Linked DNA regions of Sus scrofa: region 2 is linked to region 1. The links are chromatin contacts, called in public Hi-C maps. All regions are on one chromosome and are shown on one strand. Each heading gives the region's core, a stretch centred on a gene start, on an enhancer-like site or on the middle of the called end of the contact. The rest is flanking DNA. Distances are from core to core; before and after follow the strand shown. Region 1 overlaps SCML4 (sex comb on midleg-like protein 4). Region 2 holds the start of SCML4 (sex comb on midleg-like protein 4).

Region 1 (5,255 bases), core at 1,596-4,095:
ACACACCAGGGTGCCATTCAGAACTGAAGAGGATGCATCTGCTCAAACCTGATTAAAAAAGGTTTTCCTCACCTTTATAAATAGAGGTGCTGACACCTACATCATATCTGAGTGTAAAAAATGACTGATACAGTGAAGGCCATCATGCTTCAACCACAGGACTGAAAAGGACCTTCACAGAGCACTTGGCCCAGCATTTTTCCGAGTGTTAAATGCATCCCACTGGTGGGACAGGAGATGAGTCTTGGTGGTACTTTGGTGCATTAATTTCCCAAGGCTGCAGAAATTACCACAAATTTGGTGACTTAAAACAAGAGAAATGTATTCTCACCTAGTTCTGGAGGCTACCAGTCTGAAATCAGCATGTTGGCAGAGCCACGCTCTCTCTGTGGGCTCTAGAAGAAGATCCATCTTTGCTTCTACATGCTTCTGGTGGAAGTCAACAATCTGTGGTGTCCCCTGGCTGTAGACACACCCTCCAGTCTCTGCCTCTGTTGTCACATGGCATTCTCCCTGTGAGTCTGTATCTGTGTCCAAATTTCCCTCTTCTTAGAAGGACTCCAGTCATGGAATTAGCACCCATAATCCAGTGTGACCTCATGATTACCTCTGCAAAGACCCTATTTTCAAAGAAGGTCCCTTTCGCAGGTACTGGCAGGTAGGACTTGAATATATATCTTTTTGGCAGACACAAAAACAAGTGAACGTTATTTTTTTATTGCCATATGTTTTAGCATACAGCAATAAAATATAATTAGCCCATCAAACTATGATTTCACTGATAAGGTATCACTGCTTAAGAAGACTAAAGGCTAAGGTTAAAAGAAACATCCATTTAAAGGAATATCTTGAGTAAACACTTCTATAGGTTTTACTCAGACATAACAAGAATTATGAAGGTGGTAAATTGACATAGGAATGCCTTGAGCTTGCCCTAAATCTTCTTTTCAGGCACGGTGGTATTTGGAGAGGAAAATAAAGGAAATAACTGAGCCTCTTATCTAACACTTTCCCAGAAGAGATTTTACAGTTGCCTCACAGGTATGTCATTGTGCCACAAACCTCACTGCCTGCACCTTCTTCCTTATATCTGACCTCAATTCCTCTTGCTCCAGTTAGAAAGATGACTGCTGGATACATACTTTTTATACTAGTAAAACCATTCAGTCATCCAACACATAGGTAAGATGAATTATAGGTATCAGAACTCCTTGCAGCTTAAGAATTTAATAAAGTGTGACTCATGAGTTGCTACCTAAACCATTATCTAAAATTGAAAAAAAAAAAAAAAAAAGGACCAAATCTATGTTTGGAGAGAGAATGACACTTTTCAAGCAGTTCTGCAGCTAACTGGTAAGTGAACACCAGATGGGGCCAGCAGACCTGGGATTGCCCTGCATGAATCCAAGTCCCCACACAGACTCATGGCAAACCACAGGGTTGGCAAATTAAGATGTTCCTGATCCTTTTGTCCTAGATTCTTAGAAAATCTCTTTTCATCTGAAATGAGCTGTCTTATCACCCTGGCACCTCTCCTTAAACAAGAGGATCCAACCCAACCTCTATTTAAGCCATTGCAGCGCTGTGGACACCAGCTCAGCAGAACAGGGTAAACAAGAGGCACTTTATGTACTTCTCTTCTATAACCTCTGCCTCTATCCAAGATACTAAGGATGCCACTTATAAATCATTAAATCTTTCCTCCAGAATAATCTGCTTTCGTGCCATCACAAGAGCATGCTTAGCTAAAAAAAAAAAAACACAGGTGCAAATGGCACAGAGATGCCTGCCGCATTTTCAGGGTTTAGTGTCTCGGGAAATTTCAGGAGGCTGACATGCCTTTTTCAGTATGGCTAATCTGTGTGTGGACTATGGTTTTCCCCTATGAATGAAGCCTGCCTATTAAGCCAAAGAATACTCTGGAAGAGTTCAAACTCACTCAAGCCTCCAAGGATACCCTTTTGCTCCTGAATCTGAACCATGTCTAAGCCTCCTTGTTTGGAGAACAAAGCTCCAGGATCTGAGTGTGTGACTTCTCTCTGCCCCTCCCACTGCACCCCTGGGGGATTCCCAGTGCAGCCTATCCTGCTGCACATCTGGAGGGTATCCTGAGCACCTGGAATGGGGAGAACCTCTAAAGAGAAGCAGGAAAAGGCAGAGGGACAGGAAAGAGAAAGCCAAGAGCCAGAGAGAGGAAGAGATGGTGCTACAGCAGCAAGAGTAGCCTGGAGAGGAAAGAAGGGCCCATGTGGATGAGACCAAGGCTTAGTTCAGGGGGTATGGGCCCCTTTTCATGTAGGACACAAGTCTCAAGTAAGCCTGGACTATTTAACTCAAAGAATTTAATGGTACTTGGATTCTCTAATCAAATGAAGCCCTGAAAAACTGCAACACCACCATCTGCAAAATTATTATCAAATAATACCTCTGCATGCAATAATAACCCTGCATCCCAGAGTCTCAAACACTGTTCTTCCCAGAACTAAATAGTTCTCTATCTCTCTCTCTCACACAAACACACACACACACACACACACACACACACACACACACACACACAGACTCACCCTCTAACCCCTGCTTTATTTCCCCATGTCAGTTACAACTTCCCAGTTGAAGGAACAGCTGCACAGAATGAACCCTTTCTACAATCATATCTGCCAGCTTCCCTGAGGCTGAAAGCCATTGCCTCTCTTGGGATTGATTGCCAGTGGGTCTGCCAGGCCAGCAGGCCACACAACCCTGCCTAGGCTGGCAAGAAGGTCAGACCATGGGATCAGTGTCCAGAGAGCTCTGTGTGTGTGAGTGCCTTGGCTCTGCCACTTAAAGAGACAAAGCACCATGGATCCTTAGGCCTGAAACCCAGATTAGAAAGGGAAGTAACACAGTCAGTCCATAATACCACCACTGGAATAGCTGTGGAATAACTATTCCCCTAAGGGCACAGCCAGTAGGGTGTGGGATGCCAGAACGAACTGCAAGGAGAGAAGCAGAAAGAGGAAGCAGGGGCAGGAAACCATAGCAGGTTCCAGCAGAGTTGTCCCTCCCCTGCTCAGAGCCCTGACACAGTGTGGGGGGGGGAGGGGCTTCGTTTCCTACCTTGGGTGGCTGTGTCTCTGCCACCAGGCAGTCTCACACACGCTCCTCTCCAGCACTGCTGGCGCCCAGCACGTGCTCAGTGCTGTGGGAGGCAGGGAGCACCTCTAAGGGACTTCTCGGTGGCAGAAACACGCAGATTTCCTCTCTGTCCTCCTGCTGCCTTTCACTGAGGCTCTTGTGGAGGTTTGCAGATTTCCTTTACTGGGGCTCAGTCCCGCCCCTTGTTCTTGCTCAGATAAGCTCATCACGTTTTCCCTTAGGGCTCTCTGCAGCCTCATGTCCCAGTCTTCCTGGTTCAAAGGGCACCAGGCCACACCACCTACGAGGCTTAGCCTGTCATTCACTTCAATTAAATTTTCCATTAACTTGGTCTCTGGCCAGTATAGATTTTCTCTTCAAGCTTATCTCTAAGTTCAGATGACTCAGCCCTAAGAATCAACCTTATGACTCCCCTCAGGTCCATTTAAGTACATTTGTATTTTTTTCTTCCCTAATGAGATGTGCAGAAACCAATCATAATTTTAATGCCCAACACCTCAACCTCTTTAGTCCTTTCCAATGTTTCTGGTTTGTCTGAGACTTTGTTCTCTAAGATTTCAGATTTCCTCTTGTGCAAATTTTGCCCCAAAGCAATTTTGTCCCGTTTGGAATCCTGAATGCCCTTTCACTCTCCAGAGGAGAGAGCAGGTTCCATCACCACCTCTCTATGGTCTTTTCTTTGCAGCTTTGCCAAGCTTCTATCCCAAGGTTGCCCTGTTGTGAGATGCTCTGGGAGGGGGTCTACATGGCAAGGAATCAACAGAGTTCATGGGAAATAGAATTCTGCCAACAACCACATGAATGAGCTAGGAAGTGAACCCTTCCCTAGTTGACCTCTGAGATGCTTGCAGTCTTGTGAGAGACCCAGAGCGTCGAGGAACCAGTTCAGTTGCATCTGAATTTCTGACTCACAGAAACTGTGAGATAATAAATGTTATTTTAAGCCATTCATTTTTGGGGTCATTTGTCACACAGCAATAGATAACTGATACAGGTGGGAAAGTGGGATTTGTTTCATTCTTCTTGACTCTGCATATCCAGGTTGAAAGTTGCAATTATTCAGGAGCAGCTAGGATATATCTGCTATAGAGTATCTAATTCTCTGTCAGGACATTTATGGGATTTTTTTTTTCAAAATTAAAGGGTTTGCTGCTTATGTCTAAGACCCAGACACTACCCCTTAGTAGGTCATGAGTTTATCTTAGAAGAATACCAGTATCCAAAGTTGCTTCAATTGCTCTGGGCAGGGCTTGCCATTTTAACCCTAGTTCTGATGTATGGTCAGTAGATACTGGTGTTGATAACCTTCAGGTATTACTTTAGGACCCACCACAGGGGCTCAGAGTATCAGTCCAGTGGAGCGGCCCAAAGAATAGAGTATCCAATTATAGCTACTGTGGGCCCTGGAAGTTTTGGAATAGCTACATCTCATGTACTTGGTCCTCTGTTTCCATCACTCTTGAGCTTTCTGTGTTCTGATGTATAAATCAGAGACCTTGTCCACCATCTCCTTGAATCTCCCTAGAGAGCTCACCTATTTGCTATAGTTACTCTTCCACCACAGGCAGGAGCCCCTTTGGACAGCCTGCCTTCTGCAGCTGACACAGGTGCCCCCAGAATCATCACGCCAGTTGGAAAGGGGCTCATGAGGGATTGAGGATGGAGGTGTCACATAAAGGACAGTTAGCTGCATAGAACACAGGAGATCTCCGGTAGGTTTCTTTATTTGAAGATAGGCATAGGAGAGGGCTAGGAATGTCTTTCAGAAAATCCCTGAGATCAGCCTTGTAGGAAGAGAGAGTCCACACAACCTCTTTTTTGACGGGCTCTTTTTCTCCTAGCAGGAGCTTTCCCAAACAGTAGAAAGCCTACTGGAGATTTACCATTATCATCGTTCTGCTCCTCAAGTCTTAGGTGTTGGCATCTTTAATCCACAAAATGACTGTATTTGTGATCTTGGACAAGAGGAGTGTTAATTTCTTTTTTCATTTTAATAGATATGCTTTCTACTAAAATACTGTCAAATCGATCAACACGATTCAATATTATGCTATTTATACCATATTTAAAATACCTTGGGAGGTCCAAACTACTTCATTAGAACATTAATTCATTCA
Region 2 (5,101 bases), core at 2,048-4,547, 98 kb after region 1:
TTACTTTTAAGGGCAGAACCCAATTCCTTTTCCAAACAGCTACCTCCAGAGCCCCAACTGGCAAGAGCAGCCTCAGCAAGGGGACTCCCTTCCTGAAGTCAATTCTTCATCTTACTTGTTCGATGCCAAATTTTGCACCTTCAACATACTATATTTTAAGGAGATTAAAAATTCATATCCCCAACATAGTGACATAAAAGATGCCACATTGGCAAAAAGGACTATCTGAAATTAGGCTTTGGGGGGGTCAAAAAAGCTTTCCTAATGCATCAGAACATCATGGTACTAACAACCAATTTAGCATTGCTGGAGCCCAGGAACTCCAAGGGGACCAGTAAAAGCGGGAGACTGGATGTGCTATTAGCCTGTTTTCACACTGGACTTAGCAGGTATTGGAAAGGTCTCTGAAAATTACAGAATGATGGACTGGATTCTCTTTGTCTCCATGAACATATGGAGGAACTGGGACTCTCTTACTTGTTCTCATGATTTCCTCTTACTAATTAGAATATTAAAATCTTCTGGAACAATAGGTGGCCAAAGTCTGAGTTTGAAACTCTTCAGTGACTATACACTCCCTCAGAAGGAAATAGGCAAAACATGGAGTCCCCATCATGGCCCAGTAGTTAACAAACCCGACTAGCATCCTTGAGGACGAGGGTTCAATCCCTGGCCTTGCGCAGTGGGTTAAGGATCTGCCATTGCTGTGAGCTGTGGTGTAGGTCATAGACAGGGCTCGGATTCCACGTTGCTGTGGCTGTGGCATAGGCTGGTGGCTACAGCTCCTACTGGACCCCTAGCCTGGGAACCTCCATATGCCACGTGTGCGGCCCTAAAAAAAAGAAAAAGAAAAAAAGAAACAGGAAAAACATTATTTTGAAGCCTCAGATTTTGATCGTGAGTCACAGAGAGAGAGTCATGATCGTGAGAACACGGAGTTGCATTAGAATTTTATCACCCAAGTAAGAGGATATAGTATGGGGAGGCAGGGTTTTGTGAGACCCAAATTATCACGAACATTTATTACACATTATTAAATTTTTACCTCAAATCCTCCAAATGTCTGCGTTTGTTTTTCTCTCCTGGACCAATTCCTAGCTCCCCATCTCAGGCGCCACACGTGTTAGACAAATCTGTGGAGGATGCTCTGCCCAGTCCCCATCCTACCTGCAGTGAGAGGAGACAAGTGGGCCTCCAGCCTGGGAAAGAAAAGAATCCCTCCCTGAAGTCAGCGTCTCCTCCCCAGAAAGGCTCACTGTAGAGAGGAAAGTGTCTCTCCTGGCAGGAGCTCAGCTATCCTCTTAGACCAAGTTTAAGTGGCTGACAAGACCAGTGCGCTCTCCCAGGAAGCCTGAGCACTTCCTGGGTTCTAAGAGCTTCCTGACCACAGCTCCAGCCTGGCAGCCAATGCCCTGTTTACCAAGGTGCTGATGGGACACCCCCCCCCAATCAGGTACCAATGAATTGCACCTCCATTCATTGGGTTATCTTGGCATTATGGGTTAAATTGTTTCCCTCGCAAAAACATATGCTGAAATCCTAACCTCTCGGTTCCTCAGAACATGACCCTATTGAAATAGGGTCTTTTCAAAGGGACTCGGGGTAATGTGAGGTCATTAGGGTGACTTTTAATCCAATATGACTGGTGTCCTTATAAAAAGGAGAAATTGGAACACAGAGACAGACATGCCTAGAGGGAAGACAAAAACAAGAGACATGGGGAAAAGACACCATGTTTGAGCCAAAGACATATCCTGGGATGATCCTCTCCTCACAGCCCTCAGAAGGAATCAACTCTGCTGACACCTTGATTTCAAAAATCTAGCCTCCAGATCTGAGACAACACCCTACTGTTGTTAAAGGCACCGCATTCGTGGTACTTTGTTTCATCAGCCCTAGGAAGCTCATACACTTGGCTTCCTCTCCTCCAAGACTAAGAAGGTCAAAATCAAGGAGGAGCATATCTGAGCCAGTCCTATTTGGATGGGGTTCCACAGTGGAGTGAGGGAAACAAGCTCAACAAGGGCCAAGTGGTGTGAGTGTGCATGTGTGTGTGTGTGTCCCATAGGACAGTGGCTGTGAAATGGTTCCCCAGAGTGAGGTCCCCAGGAGGCTCCCACAGGCCTTGCTCAGGGTGGTGTGCAACTGGTATGATGACTTCTCTCTTTCACCCACCCAACAGTTCCTATTCAGCTTGGTCTTGGGTCAGAAAGTAAAACCTCTCTGCCAAAATAGCAAAATACAGATTTATCCATTCAAATACATTAATATAAAAATATTAAGCTTCTCAAAAGGACAGGTGCCACAGACATAAAAGGCAGCAGCTTTAGCTGATTCCATGATCTAAATGATCAACTGCTTGTTTTTAACATCCGTTAAGAGAGCTGATGGCTTGCGGGGAAAAAAAAATCGCAGACAAGGTTACACTTGAGTTTAACAGGAACAAAACAGAAATTTGATTTTTTTTAACTAGCCGGTTTCTATAAATTAAATTAAAATGTAGAGATAAGAAGACATTCAAAAGATAAAACAGAAATGAGTATCTCTTATAGTGAGGCCTTCACACATTCTTACATTTGCCCAAAACTTTCCCTTCCTCCCTCCACAGAAATTCATCCCTGGCTAGAGGTGCCAGAAAAAATACAGGACACTCAGTCAAATTCGAGTTTCAGATAAACAAGGAATGCACACACACACACACACACACACACACACACACACACACATTCAGTATACTAAATGTATGTATTATATACATATATGTGTATATTTATTCATATATTCATATATTTTATATTATGTAATACATATTTAGTATAAGTATTTTCCTAAATATGTAATATATATTTAATATACATTTTAGTATCAGTAGCTACCAAATATAGATAAGACACACTTAAACACTAAAAAACAATTTGTCGTCTCTCTGAAATTCAGATTTACCTGGGCATCCTTGTGTGTGCGCTAAATCTGGCAACCCTGTTCCTGGCCCCAAAGCAAGGCCCCTGACAGCTCTGAGGGCAGTTGTGGCGGCGCGTCCTAAAGAGGATTACATTTAACCTGGGGGTGGCTGTGTGTTCCCCTTGCTCTAGCGAGAGCCCTAAAGTTACTTGGGTCAACCCTCTGAGGCAGTGACTCCAGGTAGCTGTCCACCCCCAAGGTGGGTTGGGGTCAAGGAAGCCCGGGCCCGGGAAGGGCGGAGGCGCCCCCTCGGGCAGGACCCAACGCTGAAGCGGCAGTGACTCTCTTTTGCCTCCAGGGGTCCGAGGAGCAGCTGCTCGACCCGGGAGTGGGCGAAAGGGACGTGATCGGGACTCCGGGTCGGGGAAAGGGTGTCGGGAGTGGCTTGGGCCCCGCCCGCGACCTTGAGGCGTGGCGTAACTGAGGGACCTCAGCGGAGCTCCTGCCACAACCGCCAGCGCCGACTCCGGGAAGGGGCCCCGGAAGTCCCGGTTCCCGCCGGCCTGCGCCTGGCCTTCTCGCGCCCCCTGGCGGCCGCAGCTGGACACGCCGCTCACGACCCTCAGTTCCCGCTGGAACCCGGACAGGGCACAGAGCGCCTACCCTGAGGATCAGGAGTCCTGGGGTAGCTAGTGCTTCGTGGGGCAAGGAGCAAGAAAGTGACCGTTTCCACCAAAGACACCTCTTTCAAGGTCTTCACAGTTGTATTGCCCCCAAACTGCCTGGTCACCTAGTTCTGGTGGCAGAACGAGCGCTTGGTGGAAAGTCCCCCAGGGATAATACCACTGTTGCTGAGAGCATTTTTGCCCATCTCTTCTGCAGGTATTGAGTAGCGTCATGCTCCGCTGGCCCCACTCCTTAGACCGCCTTGAGTATGTGTGATAAGAAATCCATCTTTTCAAATATAAGACTTGCCAAACTGTAAGCAAAATACGAGTAGACATCTTCCTCACTGAGAATTAATACCCTCAGGCTCTTGCTGAGGATATTAAAACTCAAACCAAAAAGATCAAGGTCTTGGGATTGTTTTACATAATTCACACAATGTTTCCATTCTCTCCCTTCCCACTGTGCTGAGCCCACTTTCTCTAGGCAGACAGAAGAATCAAGATGCAGATATCCTAAGTGAAAGCCAAAGAAAGAGATGTCAATCTGAACAGCCAACTATCTCTCACCCCCCTTCTCCACTCAAGCAAGTTAACACTGACAAAATCTGTCAAAGTTTTCATGGTGGGTGGTTAATTTTATGTGTCAACTTGGTTGGGCCAAGGTACTCTGATATTTGGTCACACACTGGTCTGGATGTTTCAGGGAAAGCTTTCTGGGTTTTTTGGTGGTTGTTGTTTTGTTTTGTTTTGTTTTGTTGTTTTTGGCATGCAGAAGTTCCTGGGCCAGGGATGGAAACTGCACCACAGCAACAACTTGGGCCACTGCAGTCACAAGGTCAAATTCTTAACCCACGATGCGATGCCGCAAGAGAACTCTCTGAAACTATTTTTTAAATGAGATTAACATTTCAACCAGCAGACTTAGAGTAAAGCAGATTCCACCCCCCACCCCATAATGTGAGTGGATCTCATCCAATCAGCTGAAGGCCTCAAAAGGAAAAAGATTGACTTCCCCTGAAGGAGGGAATTCTGCCTGCAGACTGCCTTTGGACTCAAGTCTCATCCACTCTCCTCTGGTCTCCAAGCCTACCAGCAGCCAACTCTGGAGATTTGGGACCTTTTCAGGCTCTGCAATTGTGTGAGCTAATTCCTTAAAATCCTCTCTCTCATACATACTTATAGAGATAGATGGATACAGGCCCACTAATAGAATGTATAGAGCTATAGGTACACCCTGCTGGTTCTCTTTCTCTGGAGAATCCTGCCTAATTCAGCATCCCACAGCCTACCAGCTCAGCCCAGACCCATCCCTCTCACCTGTTGCAGAACTTGGCTCCTGCAAGACCCCCTCTTGTCTTTTAAATTTTTCCTGTCCAGTAGATGATTTGCTTCTGCATAAAATGTACTGTTCTTTCTTTCCTCTTAAAAAAAAAATCTTGAGTTCATTTCTCTTCCAGCTGCTACTCTCTTTCTTTGGTCCTCTTTGTAACAACATTCCTCTAAAGAGTTGTATATGCTCTTTGTCTCCAGTT

What was found. A called contact is a pair of places that touch in the nucleus more often than the background predicts.
Region 2: a Hi-C map of skeletal muscle shows a contact between it and region 1, with 8 times the contacts expected there. The contact joins the promoter of SCML4 here to the enhancer-like site in region 1. A contact is called at or near these places in 1 of 5 promoter capture datasets (liver), 21 of 47 Hi-C or Micro-C datasets (adipose tissue, blood, embryonic fibroblasts and 11 more) and 1 of 2 datasets of contacts at active chromatin or transcription factors (skeletal muscle).

What each region holds. Positions count from the first base shown.
Region 1 is chr1:73,881,461-73,886,715 of Sscrofa11.1, forward strand. The region is part of intron 5 of SCML4 (sex comb on midleg-like protein 4); the gene reads right to left. Among named protein-coding and RNA genes, the nearest start is that of SCML4, 99 kb to the right of the region's middle. Within about 2 kb of position 2,846, at least 26 of the 83 cell types and tissues checked have an H3K27ac peak or open chromatin away from gene starts, as enhancers often do. A contact at or near this core is called in adipose tissue, fetal liver, liver and 4 more, where this site is marked.
Region 2 is chr1:73,979,337-73,984,437 of Sscrofa11.1, forward strand. It overlaps SCML4 (sex comb on midleg-like protein 4), which reads right to left and starts at 3,298. Exons shown (of 8, transcript XM_021090762.1): 1 at 2,944-3,298; 2 at 1,046-1,167.